Linked DNA regions of Mus musculus: region 1 is linked to region 2. A link is a contact called in public Hi-C data. All regions are on one chromosome and are shown on one strand. The core of a region is the stretch at or near the end of the contact, and the rest is flanking DNA. Distances in the headings are between cores, read along the strand shown. Region 1 overlaps Sema5a (sema domain, seven thrombospondin repeats (type 1 and type 1-like), transmembrane domain (TM) and short cytoplasmic domain, (semaphorin) 5A). Region 2 has its middle 140 kb from the start of Gm32499.

Evidence for each region. Hi-C and Micro-C count contacts between places; a contact is called where the count stands out from the background.
Region 1: a Hi-C map of uterus shows a contact between it and region 2, with 2.4 times the contacts expected there. The contact joins two enhancer-like sites. A contact is called at or near these places in 5 of 484 Hi-C or Micro-C datasets (the N1E-115 cell line, Sertoli cells, cortical neurons and 2 more).

The regions. Positions count from the first base shown.
Region 1 is chr15:32,327,292-32,333,008 of GRCm38.p6, forward strand. The region is part of intron 1 of Sema5a (sema domain, seven thrombospondin repeats (type 1 and type 1-like), transmembrane domain (TM) and short cytoplasmic domain, (semaphorin) 5A); the gene reads left to right. Among named protein-coding and RNA genes, the nearest start is that of Sema5a, 85 kb to the left of the region's middle. Within about 2 kb of position 2,185, at least 72 of the 459 cell types and tissues checked have an H3K27ac peak or open chromatin away from gene starts, as enhancers often do. A contact at or near this core is called in uterus, where this site is marked.
Region 2 is chr15:32,016,393-32,021,901 of GRCm38.p6, forward strand. No RefSeq gene overlaps it. Among named protein-coding and RNA genes, the nearest start is that of Gm32499, 140 kb to the right of the region's middle. Within about 2 kb of position 4,114, at least 31 of the 459 cell types and tissues checked have an H3K27ac peak or open chromatin away from gene starts, as enhancers often do. A contact at or near this core is called in uterus, where this site is marked.

The DNA.
Region 1 (5,717 bases), core at 935-3,434, 310 kb after region 2:
TCACCTTCCTTGGAGGTTCAGGGTCCAGATCCTTGTTCCAGCTCCAGTGAGGTTTATATTTGTCTTCTGTGGCTTGTTGAAGAGTCTATGCGTAAACCTGGGCTCCGTGTGTTTGAGTGCCTGCTACTCAGATATCGTTAATAACAAGTTTATTATTATTTGCATGTTCACATAGTTGGACAGCTAAAATGTGAGGGAAGGATGTAGTTAACAAATGCTTGTCTTGATCTTAGTTATTTTCTTCCCATATCTTGAACGCCTGAGAGTCTTTCAGGCTTTTAGAAGGTCATGAACTTGGAGATTCAGAAGGAAAGTACCATCAGTAAGGAAGGGCAAGTCACCACCTCTGCCCCTCATTCGCTGTGACCTGTCACCATTTTATCCATCCTCAAATAATGGCAATGCTGACTTTTAGACAATACATTTTCTTTCCTTTTGTTTCGTTTCAAAGTCTTATCCTGTGATCCTTTTAGAACAGGTGAGCCAAAAGAGCATCAAATTGATGTTTTTAATTTTCATCTTGAAAAGTTGTTAGCAAAAGCAGTTACGTTCCTGATGGAGACAGAATCAGGCTTGGTGGTCACAAGACAGTGGGGAAGAATCTAAGAATCTCAGGTAAGGATCTCTCTCTCTCTCTCTCTCTCTCTCTCATTAATCAAAGGGAGCTCATTAGCCATGGTTACCCCATAGAGTAGATAACTTACCCTCCTAGTGTCACCAACAATCTCATTTGTTATGATCATAACGTTGTTGAAGGTTTCCTGAGCCACTGTATGGAAGCAGGAACATGGCATGCTTGTTTTGAAACCCCAATAAGTAGAAGCCCAGAAAATTGACAAAACATCTCTACTGCACATGGCACATGGACCACAGATGACCTTTGAACTCAGGTCATGGAACCAGTTCTGCTTTTTTATTTATTTGTTTATTATATATATATATATATATATATATATATATATATATATATATATATATATTTTTTTTTTTTTTTGCAATGCTTTCCCAGAGTCTGTTTAAATGAGAGTGTGATTTCTCCAGAGACATTGTGGAGGGATGGCATGTTCCTTTTCTTAGTATCATGGGAAATCTGGGTCCATAGTTTGTGTAGAGTTTAGAATCAACAGGCTTTTAGACCATTTCTTTCCAAATCTCTGAAATTGGTTTATGTTTAGATACAACTCTAGAAGCTTGCAGTGTCCTGGGCTTTGAGGAAGGAAGTACTCACTAGAAGATGAAAGGGAGTTTGTGGGCCAGTGTGAGCAGGCAGGGTTTTTTGAGAAGCACTGTAATGCAGTCCTCCTTAGGGAAGGGAGGCCCCTCCACTGTCTTTTAAATACCTCTTTGAATGGCAATTTCCAGTGGCTTTGCGAAATGATGTCTGATGGGATCCGGTGCTTCTCAAAGTCTCCCCAGACCTGCATGTGGCCTCCCCTGCCCCTTGCCTTGAATTACAGTGTTTATTTTTAAAAGCTTTTGTGGTTTGAGCCTTCTCCCTTTGTTATTGCAGCTGACTGACTGACTGACTCAGCCTTCCTCCTTTTTCTCCCTCCTCCAGCCACTTTGTGGTTTGGGGTCCAGTTGGGCTGCATGAAGACTGGGCTAAAGGGACGGAAGTCCAAAACTGTGGCCACATCTGCTACTGGTTAGCTCCAAAGTCACAGGTGCCCTTCATGGCGCTTGGTGCACTCACCAGAAATGTCCACTCTTCTGTCCTGCGTGTCTGCTTGTTTCCTTTGAGTTTCCTGTGTTGTTATGCATTTGTTATACCTTGTTTTTAATCACCCTGCCCCCTCATCAAACCCCAGTTCCTACCTGTAACCTGGAGCCAGATGCTTGTCTGTTGAGATTATCATCAGCTGCTATCAGAATGCCTTAGCTTCCTGAGGAGGCAGAGCATCCTAGAGATACACAGTTCTCTTCCCACCTCGCCTCTCTGTGTCAGGGATGCAATAGTCTTTTGTTCAAGCTACATATAGAGATGTAGTTCCTGTGGAAGATGGAGATAGTGAGTGGAAGTTCTTCAGGGTACCCAGAAAGACTCGTCTTCATTGGAATGATGCCCTGTCTAAGCACTGAAACTGCAGCAGGCCTTATGAACAAAGAGCTGCTCCTGCTGTCATCAGCAGAGACAGGAGGCAGAAACTTGATTCTTTATAAGGGCTTCCTGTGCTTGTCCTCAGATCCTTTTGATGGCTCTCTTCCTTTGTGCACTCTGCATCCAGGCTCTCAGACAGTGAGCCTCTTACCAACTCAGCCTTGTGTTTTTAGAAAGAAACGCTGTCTGTAGGTTTTAGTTGGATCATCAGCTATTTCTCTGCTTTCTGGAACAGAATTTTAATGGTCTTTTAACTGGCAGACACATACATCCCAGTGTTAGTAGAGGCAGAGAATATTTTAGAGCCAGTTTGGATGGAAAAGCCTAGTAGGATGCTTGTTTTAAAAGTATTGTTATGCAGTACTGCTGGATGTTAGTTTGAAAACACTGTCGTCTACTTCAGAGGCTTTTCTAACTGCACACTGCAGTTCAGTTTTGTGTTGATGTGATTAGAGGGAATCTGAAAGAAGTGGCTTCAGTTTGCAGTGATTGGACCCTTGGGGCCTGGCTGGACCAGAGCAAGCCAGGGCTTGTGCTGACTGCATGAAAACTTGGTAACTGATTCCTGTCCGAAGATGTTAGAATTGTTAGATTGTTATTTATGGTTTTGATAAATTTTTATTTCCTTTATGAATGCATTTATCGCTCATTTATGTTTTTGTGATCACAGTCAGAATTATTTATTCAATGGAAGAGGAGTGCATACACACGCGCCCGAGCGTGTTTGATTTGTGTTGACACATGTGAATTCCTTCCTTGAGTTTGGCTCCCCTTTTAGAAACTGTCAGTCTTCAAGTGGAAGGAGAGAGGGACACTCAGTTTTTGTTGTTGTTTTGTGTGTTTCGATCCCCATAATGGGAGCCATGGGTTTAAAGGAAGCCAATTCTACCTAGAAGTGGTGGTTCCACGTCCTCACATGATGCAGAGCAGATGCAGCCGGAGACGGAGATGAGGGCATGAGACCAGGAAGCTGTGAGACACAGCCCCATGTCTTTTTAGTTTGTTCCACTTTTGGATTTATTTGCTCTTTGTTTTGCTTTGCTTTTTTAAATATTAAAGATCTCGCTGTACCAGAGCGGCTCAATTAAATTAAGATAAGATGTTCCTGGAGTGGGAAACAATCAAAGGAACAGAGCCGGCTGTTCTGCCCTGCTTTCTCACTCAGTTTCTCTTTCATGTACCGTGTGTTAGGAACACCGTTTCCTATCAGATGCACAACAGATGGGAATACATTAAAGGGGCGCTGCATGACCTGTGTTGGTATTTGGAGGTTCAAGTTAATGGCCTGAATCATCAGGAATATATTATCTCCAGCATAATGAGACACAATCAATTCTTTTAGATTGTAATCATTGCTTAAATCCAGGGAACAAAGATTGCCCTTCTCTAATGAGAACTAGATGAGGTGGTTCGCATGGCACTGGCGTCATTAAAGCCATAAGAAGCCCTCTGAGCCAAAACCTGGACTCTTATTCCACCAGTGACCTTAGCCACCAGCCCATCCTCCCTGATGCCTATTAACCACCCAGATTTCTGTTTCTTTGGGACCTCATTTTCACTGCAGGTTGGCTTCACAAAGGTCATTTCCTATGGTGGTTAGCGCCAGATAGACAGGCTCCTGGGCCTCTCCTACCTTGCTGGTAGCAAGGTGAGTTATGGGCTCCTCTTAGACACACAGCCACAGCTTGCTTTGAGAATGTGTGGGCAGCTGTGTCTCCTGAGTTTCTGTTCTATGACCTCCTTGTCTCCCACTGTGCATCTGAGCTGGCTGGTCCTCTGTGTCATCTGTACTTCACTATTTTTTTTTTCAGTCTTCCTTCATCTGCCTGTGCTGTTCTGTTCTATGCAGAGCTGGGGAGCAGGTGCTGCTTTTCAGCTGTTGCCCGTGCCCTTTAGCATGCATAACCCATTCTGTTATCCGTGGTATTTTCTCTAAGTCTTTGTAAATCCTGAACTAACAAATACTGAACCATTGTTCTCAGGAAGACTATGGGGTTGGATTGGGCACAAAATTTGCATCAGTTGACCACAGAATAGTCACATTTGTAGGTTTTAATTAGTATATATATATATATCCCCATGTTCATATATCCCCATGTTCATAGATGTGGAAGCCAGAAGAATACATAAATATCCTTTCCAAGTGTCCCCTTTATTCTTTTGAGACAGAGTCTTTCACTAAACTTAGAGTTTGTCCTTTGTTCAGGGTAGGTCATTTGGCCATCAAGACCCAGTAATCCCATCTCTGCATCCCTTAGTGCTGAGGCTAAAGATGTCATGTCCACACCCAGCTCTTGGGTGCTTGGAACCTTGTCTTGCCCACTGGTTTAGGTCTCCAGCCCTATGTAGTGTTTTGTTGTTGTTGTTGTTCTAACCTTATGAATAATTGAATGATAATTACTATTTGAACGGTACTTGCTTAGCATTTTTTGGGGAGGGGGGTCTTATAGCCTTGTACTCAGGAAAAGTAGAACACACGTCAGCACTGCTTTGGCACAATTTTAATCAGGTTAATTACCGACACAGTCTACTACAGTGAGGGTGAGTAGCTTCCTGGATTGATAAGAAGTTTGCATTGCACACATGAAGAACCGAATATGATTCCAAGGGCCACAGGTGATGATGCTTGCCTGTAATCCTAGCTCTGGGGAGGAGCAGGTAGAAAAATCTCAGGAGCTTGCTAGGGAGCCAGCCTAGTCTAGTTGAGTTTCTAGCCAATAGAGAAACTCTGTTTTGAGCAGAGCCTAGTGGTGTATGCTTTTTATTGTAGCACTGTGGAGGCAGAGGCAGGAAGATCTTGATGAGTTCCAGGCCATCTGGCTCCACAGCTATGTAGTGAGACCCTATCTTAAAATGAACAAACAAACAAACAAACCAACCCAATCTTGAAAAACAATGTGACAACATTTGTAGAATGATACGAAGAGTTAACCTCTGCATGTGTAATAAGGATACACACACACACACACACACACACACACACACACACACACACACACAGAGAGACACACACAGTGCAACAAATGTGTCACTGAAGATCCTGTGACTCTGGCTCCCTGTAGGAGAGCAGGGATAAAGAGGCAGAGAGCTGCACTTAGACTGCAGCTCAGATGTACACTTGGGCGGCTCAGGGCTATTGTCCTGATATTCTTTCTCAGTGAATGACTGGAAGTGATTCAAACAAGACTGATTTGGAAGGCACAAATTTAAGTTAACAGATGAATCTGTGAACACAGAATCTGTATGTTAGGAGGGCCGACTGTATTGCCTTGTCCTGGTGAGAAGTTGTTTTTCTGTGAAAGAAGCAACATTTGGAGACACCAAGGTAGGAAGTTATGCTCAGAGGTAAGAGAGCCAAGAAGTATCTTCTCTTTCTAACTCATCCTTGGTGATTAGGACATCACCTGAGGAGAATCATATGGGACCTATTTTGATACTCTTGGTAGATCTCCCTGTGAGGCAGCTCTCAGCATGTTCCCACTCCCTGGGTGATGAATACCATCCCTCTGCAGCTGATTCTGAGCTCTACGTCTGTCTTCTGAGGCTCCACTGTGAAAGAGCTTCATTGCTTCTGTCCTGGCCTCGGTGGACTTTGTAGCATCTACAGTAGCACCTTCAG
Region 2 (5,509 bases), core at 2,864-5,363:
AGCTCCTTTGGGGATGCTTTCTCTAGTGGGGATGCTTCCAATCCTCTCTAGTTTTGAAGTTATTAAATAATTAGGTTCCTTATGTCCCCCTGGGAAGTTTGGCTAGCTCTTTAAACTGAGAACTCATTAATCCCCACATTTTTACAGCTTTCCCAAGTTGTATCCCAGGTCTTATAATGTGACTATATGTCATTTCAGCCATCAGTAGGGTGTGGTTCATGTTTCTCTGGGTCCAAATTGGCTTGTGACCTTGGGTGACCATGACATGCCATCCCTGTTGGTTTGGCATTACAAGCATCACTTGTCTTCTTGGAAGCTTGTTCTACTGTGCAAACAGTCCAGGATCCCTTGATGGGCAAAGAGGGGGAAAGCAGACAGGTTAGCCCAGTTTACAGCCAGCTGACTAACCTGATCACCTGGAGGGTGAGCTACGAAGGCCTCATCTGAGAAGTGCAGAATTATAAACTACATAAACCTTGGATGTCTTACACTACCAAATGGTTAATTATGCAACAAAGGGCAGATAGTACAGGCATCAATGGGGGCTAACTAAGGGTTGGTAAAAAGAGCTGGGGGTGGCCATAGTGAGGACACATGCCCTCAAGTGTGACTGAGTTTCCAATCCTCCATAAGCAAGGACATTTCCTGTACTATTAAGGAAAGAAATTTCTTTCCCAGGAGTCTCCCTTAATGTGAGCTGATGCGTCCATTTGTTTGCTCACTCCTACTTCACTTTCAAAAGCTCAGCTGTGGGAGAGAAACCCCTGAGGACATTATAGCCTCCACTAATTGTTCCTGTCTGCATTTGGCACCATGATCTGCTGTTGGGCCAGAATGAGACACAGTGGTGATGAAGGAGCAGAGGGAACCATTCCAGAAAGCTCAATCCTAAATCTGAGGTGCTTCTGCAGTGTCTTCTGATTTTGTTTTAAAACAATTGACATAGAATAAAATTTCTACCCTAAAGTACTACAGCCCAATGGCTGGCTTTACTGACTGGCAGGGACACATGGCTACTACCACTGTCTAATTCTCAAGCATGTCTCCAAACAAAAATGTATATGTTTATTAATCAAGTTTTCATTAAAAGGCAAACTTTCCCCAACAATAACAGAAAGGACATAGGTATGTGCAAAATAAAAAGAAAGCCCATTCTCATCCCAGCGTGTGGTACCATTGCTATGCTCAGCTGTGGGCATCTCTCTGTGTGACTAACACTGCTGCTCACCCACAGAAAATTTAAACAGTGTGTGTACTTGCCTCTAGTTTCCATTAAGATTCTGCTGACCAGACAAACCCAAGACTCTTTTATAAGATTTTTGAATCACATAGACCCAGTGAAGTGTGATATTTAGCAAATAAAAATACTAGCCAGTTTGGGAGAAACTATTATATGGAAATTATTATTTTAAAATATTTTTCTTTATTCTTCAAGAATTTCATACATGCATACATGTATTTATATCATATTTGATCTCCCATTCCCCATCTCTAAATTCTTTGGAAACTTTTCAACCCTCCCTCCCAATTTCGTGTCTTCTTTTGTGTGTGTATGTGTGTGTGTGTGTGTGTGTGTGTGTGTGTTTTGTAGTCTTCCCAGTTCAGTTAGTTGCTGCTCATATATGTACGGGTGTGAGGCTACTCACCAGAACACAGCCAATTTCCTCTAGAGAGGACCATATCTCTAAAGAAGATTTGTTCTCCTACTCCAAGAAAGCACCAACTCTCAATAGCTTCTCAGGTAGGTGTGGAGGACACATGTGCTCCTCTCCCATCCAGGTTGGATTTGGTCCATCTTGTACAGGTCTCATGTATGCAAAGACAGTTGCTGTGAGTTCATAAGTACATTAGTGCTATCATCCCCAGAAGACTGTATTATAGAGCAGTACTCCTAGAAATCTGGCTCGTACAATCTTTCCACACCTTCTTTTGTGATGCTCCCTGAGTCTAGGGGGTAGGGATGTGATATATGTGGCCTACTTAACGGCTGAGAACTTCACTGTCACTTGTTCTGTGTACTTCTACCAGTGTCAGTCTTTGTGCTAATTTCTGTCCACCCGGCAAAGTTGCACCTCTCGTGAGGGCTGAGATATCTGCACTTGTTTATGGGCATACATATTTAGGAAACAGTTTGAAACTAATTCACTTTAGCAAAATAGTAATAGTAGATTTACCCCCAAGCTTATGAGTTCTCCAGCTATGAATTCTCAGTTAAATTTCTAGCATTAGGCCTGTGTTTTCTCTTGCAGAGCAAGCCTTAAATCCAATCACAGAGTGGTTGCTTACCTCTTTAACTTTCAGGCCACTAATGCACCCATGGGTGTATCTTGCCAGTCTGGTCTTTGTTGTGTCTATCAGGGTTTACATATGGGGAATAGTGTTGATTTTTCTTCTCCAGGAGCTGGCACAGGACCTCCTGGTATAAAGAAAGCTAATCTGAGGGAGGAGTTTTCTAATACTGACCATGTGTTGCTATTGCGTCCCGCTCGACCGGCAAGAAAGACGCAACAAACCAGAATCTTCCGCGGCAAAAGCTTTATTGCTTGTTTCTCAGGAAGATCCCGAACCGGGAAAATGGCGCTGCTTTTATAACCCGCAGCATGACGTTTCAGCACCTGATATGGCGTGACAGCTCCCGATTCGTTGCTTGCCCATCACCCCACTATTACACCCCGAGAATGGGAGTGACTAGGAGTGAATTCACTCTTGCACCTGCGTACAAGGCTTGTTTACTAGTTAGGCACAGCGGAGGCCCGCGCCATCTTATAATGGCGATTGCTCTCAGCACACACACACGGCTCTCCTCAGAGATTACTGGCGGCACGCACGCGATTGCTTGCAGCACGTATATTGCAGACAATTTGAGGGGTGGAAAGAACAATATAATGAGCACCCTTTATCATCAGACCAATTGCAAAGTAGTCACTGTTGTTCTCAGTGTATTTTACTTGAATGTGTATTTTTTGTATTGCCTAATGGAATTGCTTTTATTAGAAAATTATCCTTAAAATGTAAAGATTGTAAATTATATCATCATCGGAACTATGAACTGTTTTAAGGTTTCCTGGCTCTTCTGCAGACCTAGGAAAACTTTACTGAAGACTTCCAAACAGGTCAAGAGAGCTGATGGCTGGAAAAGCTCAGTAATTCTGATTTTTATTACACACCACAGAGAAATATTTCTCCTTAGATGTGTGACTTCTTACTCTTTCTGATAAGCGTCTCACATGAGCAGGAAACTGTGCTGTCTTGAGGATGTTTAAAGAAAAAAAAAAGCAAGGGATTTTCAATTTATGTTTATCTGTGCTTTGAGACTATTTTCATGAAAGGGATTTTATACTGTGCTTCAATTCTACTTTATTCCTGGTCACTATTTTGTGTTTATTTTAGTTTCAACATCTTTATTTTGATGATATAATATTAGATTAGATCTTTGCTACCTTTGGTTCAATGATCCAATAAAATCAATTACAATTCATTGTCATATACCATCATATTTTATGTCAGATTAACATGATCTTTTAAAACACTGAAGGAACACATTTATACTTGGTCATGTTGAAAGGCAGGAAAGCTTACAGCACTAAGCATATGACAGCTGATAAAGTGTAGATCATAAGATAGTCACTGCTTAAACTTATTTCATTTAAAAATGTTTAAAATAACATTTGAGTGGGGAAAATTTTACTTTGATTACCTGAGTCATACCAATACATGACAAGCCACAATCAGTTTACAATTGGGCCCTATACCTGTCCACATTAGGGAAGTATATATATTAAAGGGTCCTAATAACATCAGTTCCTTTGTGTATAAATTTCAAAAAAAATAATGACCCTAAGAGAGTGATCAGTTCCATTTCAAACAGAATCACAGAGCCCTAGAATATAATTAGAGGCTTGGGTTATTTTATTTATTTATTTATTTTAGCTTTACTTTCCTGGAGAGAACAAATTTTGGCAAAATAAAAAAAAATGTTGATCTTGAGGCATTTAATAACTTTTGTGAAGCTAAGCCAACAATAAGCTGGAACCACACACAAGGTGTTAGGCAGCTACATTTGGTTCTAATATGGCCCTTCCTGAAAGTGAAAGTAAATTTAACTGACAAAACAGTACAGACTCTCCAGTGGCTATTGTTTGTCAGAGTTCCTCCACTGTCCTTTGCAGCAGGCATATGTAACAGAAGTAGTGTTTCTCTAGAGGGCTACAGATCCATCCATAATGCTGTCTTTCTGTGGCTTTGTAGCACGCCTTGGCATTTGCCATTAAATGAAAACGTACAAACATATTTAATTGTACGTGCATGAAGACCAGATAAAGAGAGAAGAAGGGGAGGGAAGTCAAAACGGAGGAGAGGAAAAGGGAGTGGAGGGGAATGAAGACAGAGGGGAGGGAATAGCAGAGGCAGAGGGGAGGGGAGATGAAAACGTGGGGGAGGGGTGCTCACTTACACCAATCTGAGCTTGAGTCTTCAGACACAGAATATGTCTGCTTCCTGTGCTTCCTGCCTGGCCTTTTCTGTGTCCTGAGAAGCCTGGCTTCCATGACAGTTGCTCCTCTGCTGGCTATCCCAGTCTGGTTCTCATCTCCAAGTGTCATGGACTCTGATTTACGACTTTGATAAGTTAACGATCTTCCTTTCCACTTTTTAAAGAGAAGTTTATTTGGAAGGCTTTTAGGGAGCTTAATTACATTTCCTTTTATCCATTTGAAAATAAATTAAATAGCATTTCATTTACCCAGGCCATGTGTTCACCCTTCTGCCTTGCCTCCTCCAGACACACCATGCAAAAGAAGAAAGGAAAAACAGTGCATTAAGTTGTGTGTTTTATGGAGAAATTTCAGAATGTCCTGACAGATTGCAGAAATAAAGGCTAAACAATAACAGTGTTTATGCTTAGTAATAGGATAATTTATTACTAAATGAATGGAGTTTTGCTTTCTCTGCTTTGAAAAATGAGGAAAGACAGGGAAAAGATACTCCCTCCCAGCCCCCACCAAGGTCACATGCATTTTCTCTGACAGAGCCAGGAAAAGAATTACGATTGTTTTTTCCACATTTTACCTTCTGTTTAGCTTGGTGAGAGACTACACTTCTGTAAGTGCACACGGGCAGTGGGAAAGATAAGTTGTAGAATGGTAATGGTTCAGATCCATCTGTGTTGCCCTTCATCCTAAACAGAAAACGGGCATAAGACCAACGGATTAGTCTGCAGATGCAGACCAATGCTTCAGTGAGTTTTAATTTTGATCTGCAATGTAGACTGTTCCCCCATTTGCACTTTTGTGGGGCATCTGCATGAGAAATAGGCTTCAGAATATAAAGACGGATCACACTAGAAACTCCAAAGCAGTTCTTCTTTGCTGTTCAGAATTGCATGCAGATATCCCAGCTTAAATAAAAGTCCCTTAACATGAGAGAACTTAGTCACTACTGTGTATTGTAGTTTGAGGGACTTTTTTTCTTTTTGGTCTCTCAATCAAGAGAAGTAGGGCAAATTGGAGAG